Regions from separate parts of the Ovis aries genome. Here all the other regions are linked to region 2. Evidence: chromatin contacts called from public Hi-C data. All regions are on one chromosome and are shown on one strand. The core of a region is the stretch at or near the end of the contact, and the rest is flanking DNA. Distances in the headings are between cores, read along the strand shown. Region 1 has its middle 6.6 kb from the start of TULP1. Region 2 overlaps ARMC12 (armadillo repeat containing 12). Region 3 has its middle 24 kb from the start of TULP1.

What was found. Hi-C and Micro-C count contacts between places; a contact is called where the count stands out from the background.
Region 1: a contact with region 2 is called in a Hi-C map of liver, with 4 times the contacts expected there. The contact joins two enhancer-like sites. A contact is called at or near these places in 4 of 16 Hi-C or Micro-C datasets (blood, liver, omental adipose tissue and 1 more).
Region 3: a Hi-C map of liver shows a contact between it and region 2, with 5 times the contacts expected there. The contact joins two enhancer-like sites. A contact is called at or near these places in 10 of 16 Hi-C or Micro-C datasets (blood, hypothalamus, liver and 5 more).

What each region holds. Positions count from the first base shown.
Region 1 is chr20:9,606,539-9,609,284 of ARS-UI_Ramb_v3.0, forward strand. No RefSeq gene overlaps it. Among named protein-coding and RNA genes, the nearest start is that of TULP1, 6.6 kb to the left of the region's middle. Within about 2 kb of position 1,258, at least 19 of the 54 cell types and tissues checked have an H3K27ac peak or open chromatin away from gene starts, as enhancers often do. A contact at or near this core is called in liver, where this site is marked.
Region 2 is chr20:9,854,436-9,857,498 of ARS-UI_Ramb_v3.0, forward strand. It overlaps ARMC12 (armadillo repeat containing 12), which reads left to right. Exons shown (of 9, transcript XM_060403597.1): 3 at 1-3,063. Among named protein-coding and RNA genes, the nearest start is that of ARMC12, 5.5 kb to the left of the region's middle. Within about 2 kb of position 1,511, at least 42 of the 54 cell types and tissues checked have an H3K27ac peak or open chromatin away from gene starts, as enhancers often do. A contact at or near this core is called in liver, where this site is marked.
Region 3 is chr20:9,623,870-9,626,844 of ARS-UI_Ramb_v3.0, forward strand. No RefSeq gene overlaps it. Among named protein-coding and RNA genes, the nearest start is that of TULP1, 24 kb to the left of the region's middle. Within about 2 kb of position 1,597, at least 2 of the 54 cell types and tissues checked have an H3K27ac peak or open chromatin away from gene starts, as enhancers often do. A contact at or near this core is called in liver, where this site is marked.

The sequences.
Region 1 (2,746 bases), core at 8-2,507, 250 kb before region 2:
TTTTTTTTCCTCCAGTGGTGTTTTTTTATTTTTGAAACAACTTCATATTGACACATAAGTTTCAAGAATAGTGTGATGAACTCTGGAATACCCTTGGCCAGAGACCGATAGATTTTTCCTGCTGTCCCAGTAATGGCCCTTCTAGGTTCAGGGGAACACTTTGCATTGGTTGTGATGTCTCTGTAGTCCTTCTCAATCTCTGAGGAATTGTCAAGGGCAGTTCTGCTCTGTGCGATTTTCACTTACAGGGGTGTGTGTGCGCGCGTCAGTCACTTAGTCGTGTCTGACTCTTTGTGACCCCATGGACTGTAGCCCACCAGGCTCCTCTGTCCATGGAATTCTCCAGGCAAGAATACTGGAGTGAGTTGCCATTTCCTTCTCCATCACTTATGGGTAATTACCCTGATTTAACAGTTGCCTTCAGGCCCAGCCTCCGCATAAGACGCCACTTCCTAGACATTGCCTCAACTGAATCCTTGAGGATGAACAGGGACTATGAACCCAACCTAAAGCCGTGTAAGTGACAGGTAACAGAAGCCCAGTGTAAACTAGCATAAGCACAAAAGGATTGCACCCTCAACTGGGTCAGCTAGAGGGAGTCTCACTTCTGGCATGGCTGTACCCAGGGGCTCAAAAGGCGTCCCCAAGTCCCCCTCTCTCACCCTCTCTGCTCTCCTCTGCGTTCCTGGGAAAGGTGACCTCAGACGACTCCCTGAGCTCATCAGCTCCCCCAAGCGGAGGCCTGACTGGCTGCACCTTGGTCCCTTGCTTACCCCTGGATCTAAGTCCTAGGATGGATGTACTCTGATTGGCCAGCTCAGACCTATGCCCGCCTCTGGGCGGGGCTCTCTGTGATTTGCGAGAACAGTAGTTCTGAAAAAGGAAAGAGGATTTCTTCTTCTGACCTTTCGGTGAGCAGTCCGCACCTGCGCTGTTGTGGCAGTGAGGAATAATAATAGCAGCAGCAGCCGGAACATTTATTGAGAGCTTGCTGGGTTCTGGGCATCGTTCTAAGTGGGTTTCCTATCAGTTAGCTCATTTAATACTTAGCCATATTGTGCCGTCGATTTTTTACTTTCATACATGCTTTCCATACCAGCAACTTCACAGACAGGTGCAGTCACTTGCCCAAGGCCAACACAACTAGTACACAGCAGAACCCGGGGCCCCACACCCTCGGGCGTCACTCTAGAGTGCGTCCTGGTGCACACAGAAGTTCGCCCTCCAGTTACCTCTCAGTGGTAGAACCAGGTCACCTGCTCCAGGCTGGGGCTGTCACGTGGCACGGTCACTCCCGCCCCCCCCCCCAACCAGTGCACCTGTGAACCTGGGGCAAGTGGAACGACTGGGCCCAGATCGTTTATGGGAGATTTGCTGTTACCCACAGAGCAGAGAGCAGAGCCCCGAGCCCCAGGAAACAGAAAACAGGAGTGACTTTAGCGCAGTGGTTAACACGGGCTGCCCACAAGAATACTCAGGGGGGAGCTGAAGCCATATCCCAGGCCAAGTAACCAGAATCTCTGGGGTGGAGCCCAGGCATGAATATTCTTTAAGTTTCCCCAGGTGAATTCAGTGTCCAGCCCAGGCGGATAATCACTAGTTTGTAGGCTCTCTGCTGCTGCTGCTGCTGCTAAGTCGCTTCAGTCGTGTCCGACTCTGTGCGACTCCATAGACGGCAGCCCACCAGGCTCCCCGGTCCCTGGGATTCTCCAGGCAAGAAACTGGAGTGGGTTGCCATTTCCTTCTCCAATGCATGCAAGTGAAAAGTGAAAGTGAAGTCGCTCAGTCGTGTCCAACTCTTCACTACCCCATGGACTGCAGCCCACCAGGCTCCTCTGTCCATGGGATTTTCCAGGCAAGAGTACTGGCGTGGGTTGCCATTGCCTTCTCCTTGTAGGCGTTCTAGCTTAATAGAAATAACCATAGTTTAAGATCTGCCTGGGTTTGACTGTTCTTTAGTGAGAAAGCATGAAGGTTCTGGCTGAATCAGTTTTGCAAGGTTTTTGCGTAACCTGAGTGTCCAGAGCTGAAAAGCCTGAGGCTGTTTTGAAGAATCAAGCAGTATATTAAATTCTGGTGAAAGTTTCTAACTCTGTAGCTTTCCTTTCTGAAAAAAGAAAATAAAATCCTTTAAAGAAAGATCCACCTGGGCTTGAGGTCTGGCTCCACTGTCGCAATGTGTGATTTTGTGCCGGTCACTCACCTTCTCTACGTCTCAATTTCCTCGTCTGTGGGAAAGGTTCTAAGTCCCTCTTCTTTATGTGAAGATCAAATGAGATGATACCTATAAGACCTCCAGCCTAGAACTGGCATTCAGCTCCATTCTTACTATCAAGGGGGAGTCAGGACAGAAGTGGCTTCTTCAGGACCGTCCAGGGAGTCAGTGCCAACGACTCACCATCCCTAGGTTGAGGCTGTGGAAGGGACTCTGGGAGCCTCAGACCCCAGCCCCTCCCGCCTTGATCTTTCACCCTCGCGGAGGGACCTAAGGCTTCTGAGTAGGGTGAGCTTGGGATGGAATGGGCCAGGTGGGAGTTGGGGCAGAGTTGGATGGGGAAACGGGGAAGTCAGGGTGTGCGCACTGACTTAGTCTTACCACCAGGAGGCGACAGGAACCCACCCACTGCGAGAAGAACAGTCAGGCTGAAGGAGCAGACGACTGGGGATAACACAAAGATATTAGAGGACTTTTTGGAGTACTAGGTAAATGCTAAAGCCTCATTTTCTTTCATTTCCATTTACTTCA
Region 2 (3,063 bases), core at 261-2,760:
CACACACACACACACAGACCCAGTGAGCTTGATCCCATCACCACCTCATAACCCAGCTCAAAGGCTCTGATAATCTCCACCCCGCTTGGATCATTTTGTCATCAACTTCCCTCTAAGCCTTATGGGTGGCCTTTAATCTTTCCTAGATTTTATTGCTTCATTATGTCCTGTAATATTTTCAGCTTCAAATATTATAAGCTCCTTCACGGCAGAGACAGGGTTTATTTATTTACTTGTTTAATATCATCTGTCTTGAAAAGAAAGACTAAGTAAGATTGGGCTCTTGGATTTTGAAGGCCACAAGGACCTAGGTGCAACACTTAGCTGTATGGCCTTGGGCAAGCCTCTTCACCTTTCTGAGCCTGCTTCATCTGTAAAAGGTGAGAGAGGCAAAGATTACAGAGAACATAGTGCTGGCTGCAAAGCGAGCAGACAGCAGCCCTGCTCTGCGGGAGCTTTTCTTGAATTGGGGGATGCGGTACCTTAACTACTGTCCTCCAACCCCCAACTAAGACATTTCTAAGCGATTAGAAGGGACAGTTAACACCAGTTCCACGGAGGTAACCCAGGATGCATAGCCACTCTACCCTGACTCAAAATAATCAGCGAGGGCAGGGTTCGGATCCAGCGCCGCCAGAACGCAGTGCCTAAGCCTGATGCCAAGCACGGTTCAAGCTCAACGAACGTCTGTCGAATGAACCGCACCTGTCCGGCCCTCAGCTTTTTGGAGCACCAGCGAGCGAAAAGCAAAGATTGAAAAGGCCGCCCACGCCGCCTCCCCACCCCAACGCACCCCCCACCCCCGGGTCCCAGTGTCTCTAGCAACCATGTTTCGCTAAGGTCTCTCCTTCCCCAGCCTGCGTCTCCGCCCCTGGTTGCCTTGGAAACAGTGACGTGTACGCGAAGGGCGTGACCTCTCTCCATCCTCTCCCGGAGAGCCGGGGGCCCCCTTCTCATCCCAACCAGGGAGAGGATGAGGTTGGGGTCCTCGACCTTGCTGACCCTACGTCTGGTCTGGCGCGGACGCTAACTCCGCCCAGCTGGCTGCCCTCCTCGGTCGCGGGACTCGCCGGATTTGCGGGCACCCCCACCCCCAGCCCACCTGGCACCAGTGGTGAGCTGGTCTGGGGGGTCCGGAGAAGGCTGGCTTCAGGCCCTAGGATCTCTCTTCATCCCGTCCCCTCCCACCCCCGACGGGCCAGTGGATCCGGAGAACCGAGCCCCAGCGCTGGGCCGGGGCCCTTCTTCCCATGCCGCCCTGGATCGAGCTCCCTGTCCTGGGGGTGGGCGGGAAGGGTGGGACCCCCCTCCCCAGCAAGGGCGCGCTGGGCGCTGCGAAGCGCGGAAGGGAAAGAGTTAAACAAGGTGCCGGCGGCGGGAGTGGGGGATGGGAGCGGAGGGAAAGTGAGAGCGGGGGCGGGGGTGGGGGGGCCCGAGCGAAAGAACATCCTGTGCCCGCCGCCGGATGCGCGCGGGGCGGGGGAGGAGCGGGGAGCAATCGGAGGAGGGGGGGCAAGACGGGGGAGGCCAAGGGCGGGAGGAGCCTCGGCCTCCGCCCCACGCCCAGTCCTCCTTCTGCGGGGGGCGCCGCCCCCTTCGCTTCCCCGGGTTTTCGCCGCCTTTTTCCCGCGTCCCCACGGCTTCTCTGGCGTCATGAGCTACTCAAGAGGCCCGCCAGCCTGGTTCCCGGCCCGGGGTCTGCGCGAGCTTGGATGGCACGATCTCGGAGCACGTGGGGTCCACGTCAGGGCGCGGGCTGTCCCCAGACGTGCACCTCTCTGCTCTCTGCGGGGGCAGCTCGCACGTGCAGAGCTTCCCCATTCACCTGGAGTCACGGGCGTACAGCGTCGCATTCAGTTCTGAAGGCGCACTTCCGTGTAGTAGGCGGGTATTGATAGACCCGTTTTCCGGAGGAGGAAACTGAGACTCAGATTATGGAACTTGCCCAAACCGAAGCTCGAAGGACTCCAATGCGCTTTTCATTATAGAGTAAGCTGATTTCCCCTTGGCGTCTCCTGGGCATGCAGGTGCGGGACGCCTCCTGGGTCACACTTCTTAATGGCATACTTGCACAGTAGGTCCCCAATAGCATGTCAGTCTCCTCTAATTAACTAGGCTGAAACACCCATGCTTAGAGTCCTGATCGAGTAAGCAGGTAGTCTTGGGGGTTTACACGTGGAAGGATGGTTTTTAGGAGCTGAATAGCCCAGGGCAATGGGCCGGGTGCCCCTAGCTCTCCAGGTTTAGGTATTTGGTGGGGTTGAAGGGTTCAAGGAGGACTCCAAAACTGGCAAAGAAAGTAAATGGGCTACAGGAGTTGAGATTGATTAGCCTGAAGACGACCAGAGTGGGAGGGATAGAGGATAAGGGAAGAGATTGAAAAATGTACCTTTTAGGCCTCATAGAGGCCAACCGTCTGAGTGCTCACTTCCTTCCCACCCCTGACATTTTTGTCCAAGGGGAAGCCTGCTTGTAATTGAAATGATCACAGTCACATTTGGTGAGCTCTGTGTGCCGAGCACTGTTCTGATAAACCCAAGAAGTAGGTATTACTATTTTACCCATTTTATAGGTGTGGAAAATGAGGCACAAAAAGATTACAAAGCTAACTCAGTAACTGAGTAGGAAGTCTGGGTTGAACCCACACTCAATAAATTGCACCTAGTGAAAGAAAGTGAAGTCACTCAGTTGTGTCCGACTCTTTGTGACCCCATGGACTGCAGCCCACCAGGCTCCTCCGTCCATGGGATTTTCCAGGCAAGAGTACTGGAGTGGGTTGCCATTGCCTTCTCCAGAGGATCTTTCCGACCCAGGGATCGAACCTGGATCTCCCGCATTGTAGGCAGACGCTTTTACCGTCTGAGTCACCAGGGAAGTTACTGGAACATGTTGGGAAATCAACCCTGAATATTAATTGGAAGGACTGATGCTGAAGCTCCAATAACTTCGGTCACCTGATTCGAAGAAAAGACCCTGATGCTGGGAAAGATAGAAGGCAGGAGGAGAAGAGGACGACAGAGGATGAGATGGTTGGATGGTATCACTGACTTTAATAGACGTGAG
Region 3 (2,975 bases), core at 347-2,846, 230 kb before region 2:
GGGCTGCTACTACACAGTGACGTCAGACATCTAGAATCAGGGATGTTTTCCGGGGTGCCTCTTAGTGCTTCACATTTCCAAGTAAAAGTGAATGGAAAACAATAGCAACCAACAAAAGACACTGAGAACTCATACCCTTCATATTAAATAAAGGGCTACCCCACCACATAAATAATTCAACCAGCTAAGGTGCTAGCTGAAGGAAGAAGGAACACAGGATGGGGAATGGAAGAAAGAAACTATTGACATCAAGTACAGTCTTGTAGTGAATTACCAGAATGAGAATAGGCTAGCTAGGTACACTTTCTTACTTATTCTATACACACATACACACTCACACTCACACACACACACACACACACACACACACACACAGCTAGTTTCCTAGTGCTGCCGTAACAAAGGCACAGGGTGAGTATCTTAAAAACAACAGAAATTTATTTTCTGACAGTTCAGGAGGTGGAGTCTGAAATCAAGGTGTGGTCAGGATCATGCTCTCTTCACTGGCGCAAGGGAATACTTTTTTGTTGCCTCTTTTTCAGTTTCTGGTGGTTTCTTGGCTTGTATACACATCACCCTAATCTCTGCCTCTGAGAACATGCTGTTCTTTCTGGGTCCGTATCTTCACATGTCATTTGCCACTTCCTGTAGGAACACTAGTCAGATTAGATTAGGGTCCACCCTAATGACCTCATCTAGACTTTTCAGTTTCATGCATTGGAGAAGGAAATGCAACCCACTCCAGTGTTCTTGCCTGGAGAATCCCAGGGACGGCGGAGCCTGGTGGGCTGCCGTCTATGGGGTTGCACAGAGTCGGACACGACTGAAGCGACTTAGCAGCAGCAGCAGACTTTATTACATCTGCAAAGACCCTATCTCTAAATGAGGTCACATTCTGAGGTACTGAGGGTCAGGACATTAGCCCATCCTTTCGGGAGACCCAACTCTCCCTATAAGACACACACACACATGCACGTGTGTGAAGTTGCTCAGTCGTGTCTGACCCTTTGCAACCCTATGGACCATAGCCCGTCAGGCTCCTCTGTCCATGGGATTCTCTAGGCAAGAATACTGGAGTGGATTGCCATGCCCTCCTCCAGGGGATCTTCCCGATCCAGGAATGGAACCCACTTCTCTTTTATCTCCTGCGTTGGAGGCGGGTTCTTTACCACTAGTGCCACCTGGGAAGCTACTGCCCCCACACCCCGCCCCCATACAAACACATATACATATAAAAGAAATATATATATATAATATAGCTTTATATTATCAGCATCAATGTAGTTATTAACATCGTTTAGCGATGGCTGTACAGACTTAGTGCATCCCCTTTTGGGGAAAGGCTGAGAATATCTTCATTTATTTGAAGGATAGTTGGATCTAGCTTGTTAGGCAGAAGCATCAATTTGTTTTGTGGGAATATGGAAGTTCAAATGTAGGTGGCAGGGTGGAACTGGATGCTGAGGAGCCAGGGGGTGGCTTGGATGGATTGCTACTGTCTTTTCGCTCCAAATCGACCCTTTTGTGCTCTGCTCTGAAGTGCTGGAGCTGGAACTCGGCGGCGTTTCTCCTGCTAGATAGCGTCCTGCGGGCTTCTGCCAGCAGGGGGCGCTAGAGGGAAGACCAGGCGGCCAGAGCTGAGACGTGCCCGGTGCTTGCTGGGCTTGCGCAGTATTTCACCAGCAATGCGCGCATGTCACACCGGGCAGCAAAGGTTGGCTTCCGCCTCCAGCTTGATGTGGGGGTCCAGGCTTCAGCCTCCCCGCAGTCTCCCGATACACTCACATGATGCCACAGCATCTCTCCTTGGGGGTGGAGCCCAGTACCAGCCCTTCCTCGGAGCAGTTGGGATGGTAGCAGCCGCTGGATCCCACCTCTTTTCCGAGGTCCAGAACTCACCTCCAAGCTGCTGCTGCTGCTAAGTCACTTCAGTCAGTCCTGTCCGACTCTGTGCGACCCCATAGACGGCAGCCCACCAGGCTCCGCCGTCCCTGGAGGCCTCCCCTTTAGCGACTTTTCATCATTCCCCCAGCGCTTCAGGTGGGAGTTGCTTCTTGGGGTAGCGTATATCTTGGTTCGACCTCAGTGTCCTCTTTTTGTTTTTTGAGTCCTCCAGCCCCTGTTTAATCACTGTCCTATCTCACATTCTGTTAAAATAACCAGTATGAAACCTGTTTTCTTTTATTTGTTTATTTGGCTGTTTTAGTCCTTTGTTGCAGCAGGCAGGATTTAGTTCCCTGACCAGGGACTGAACCCAGGGCCTCTGCATTGGGAGCATGGAGTCTTAGCCATTGGGTCACCAAGGAAATCTCTGGAACCTCTTGTCTTGACTGGACCCTGACTGATACAGATGATTTCCAGACAAGGGGGAACACATCAACTTTATTAAAATCAGAAGTCAAAGACTCTGTTTTATAAATTTTTGCATACCCATAAGACTGAATGCTGGCTGAATGGCATCACCGACTCAATGGACATGGGTTTGGGTGGACTCCAGGAGCTGGTGATGGACAGGGAGGCCTGGCATGCTGCAGTTCATGGGGTCGCAAAGACTCAAGACATGACTGAGCGACTGAACTGAAGACTGAATGCTGAGTTATATAAATTTTCAGTAAAGGGTTGAGTCATGTGTATTGAATGAATCAATGTGCCCATGAAAGATATCCATATCCTAATCCATGGAGCCTGAGGGTGGGGGTGGGAGGATCTTTGCAGATGTGATTAAGAATGTTGAGATGAGGTAACTATCCTACGTTATCCAAGTGGTCCCTGAAAGCACACACATGTAATCTTCTTACAAGAGGGATGCTGAGGAAGTTTGATAGAGAAAATGGTTATGTGAAGATGGAGCTAAGGGAGATTTTAAGATGCTGGCCTGAAAGATGAGGGTGATGTGGCTATAAGCCCAAGGGCTGCTGGCAGCCAGCCACTGGATGCAGCGTGGAGCAGGTTCTCCTCTAGGGCCTCTAGACGTG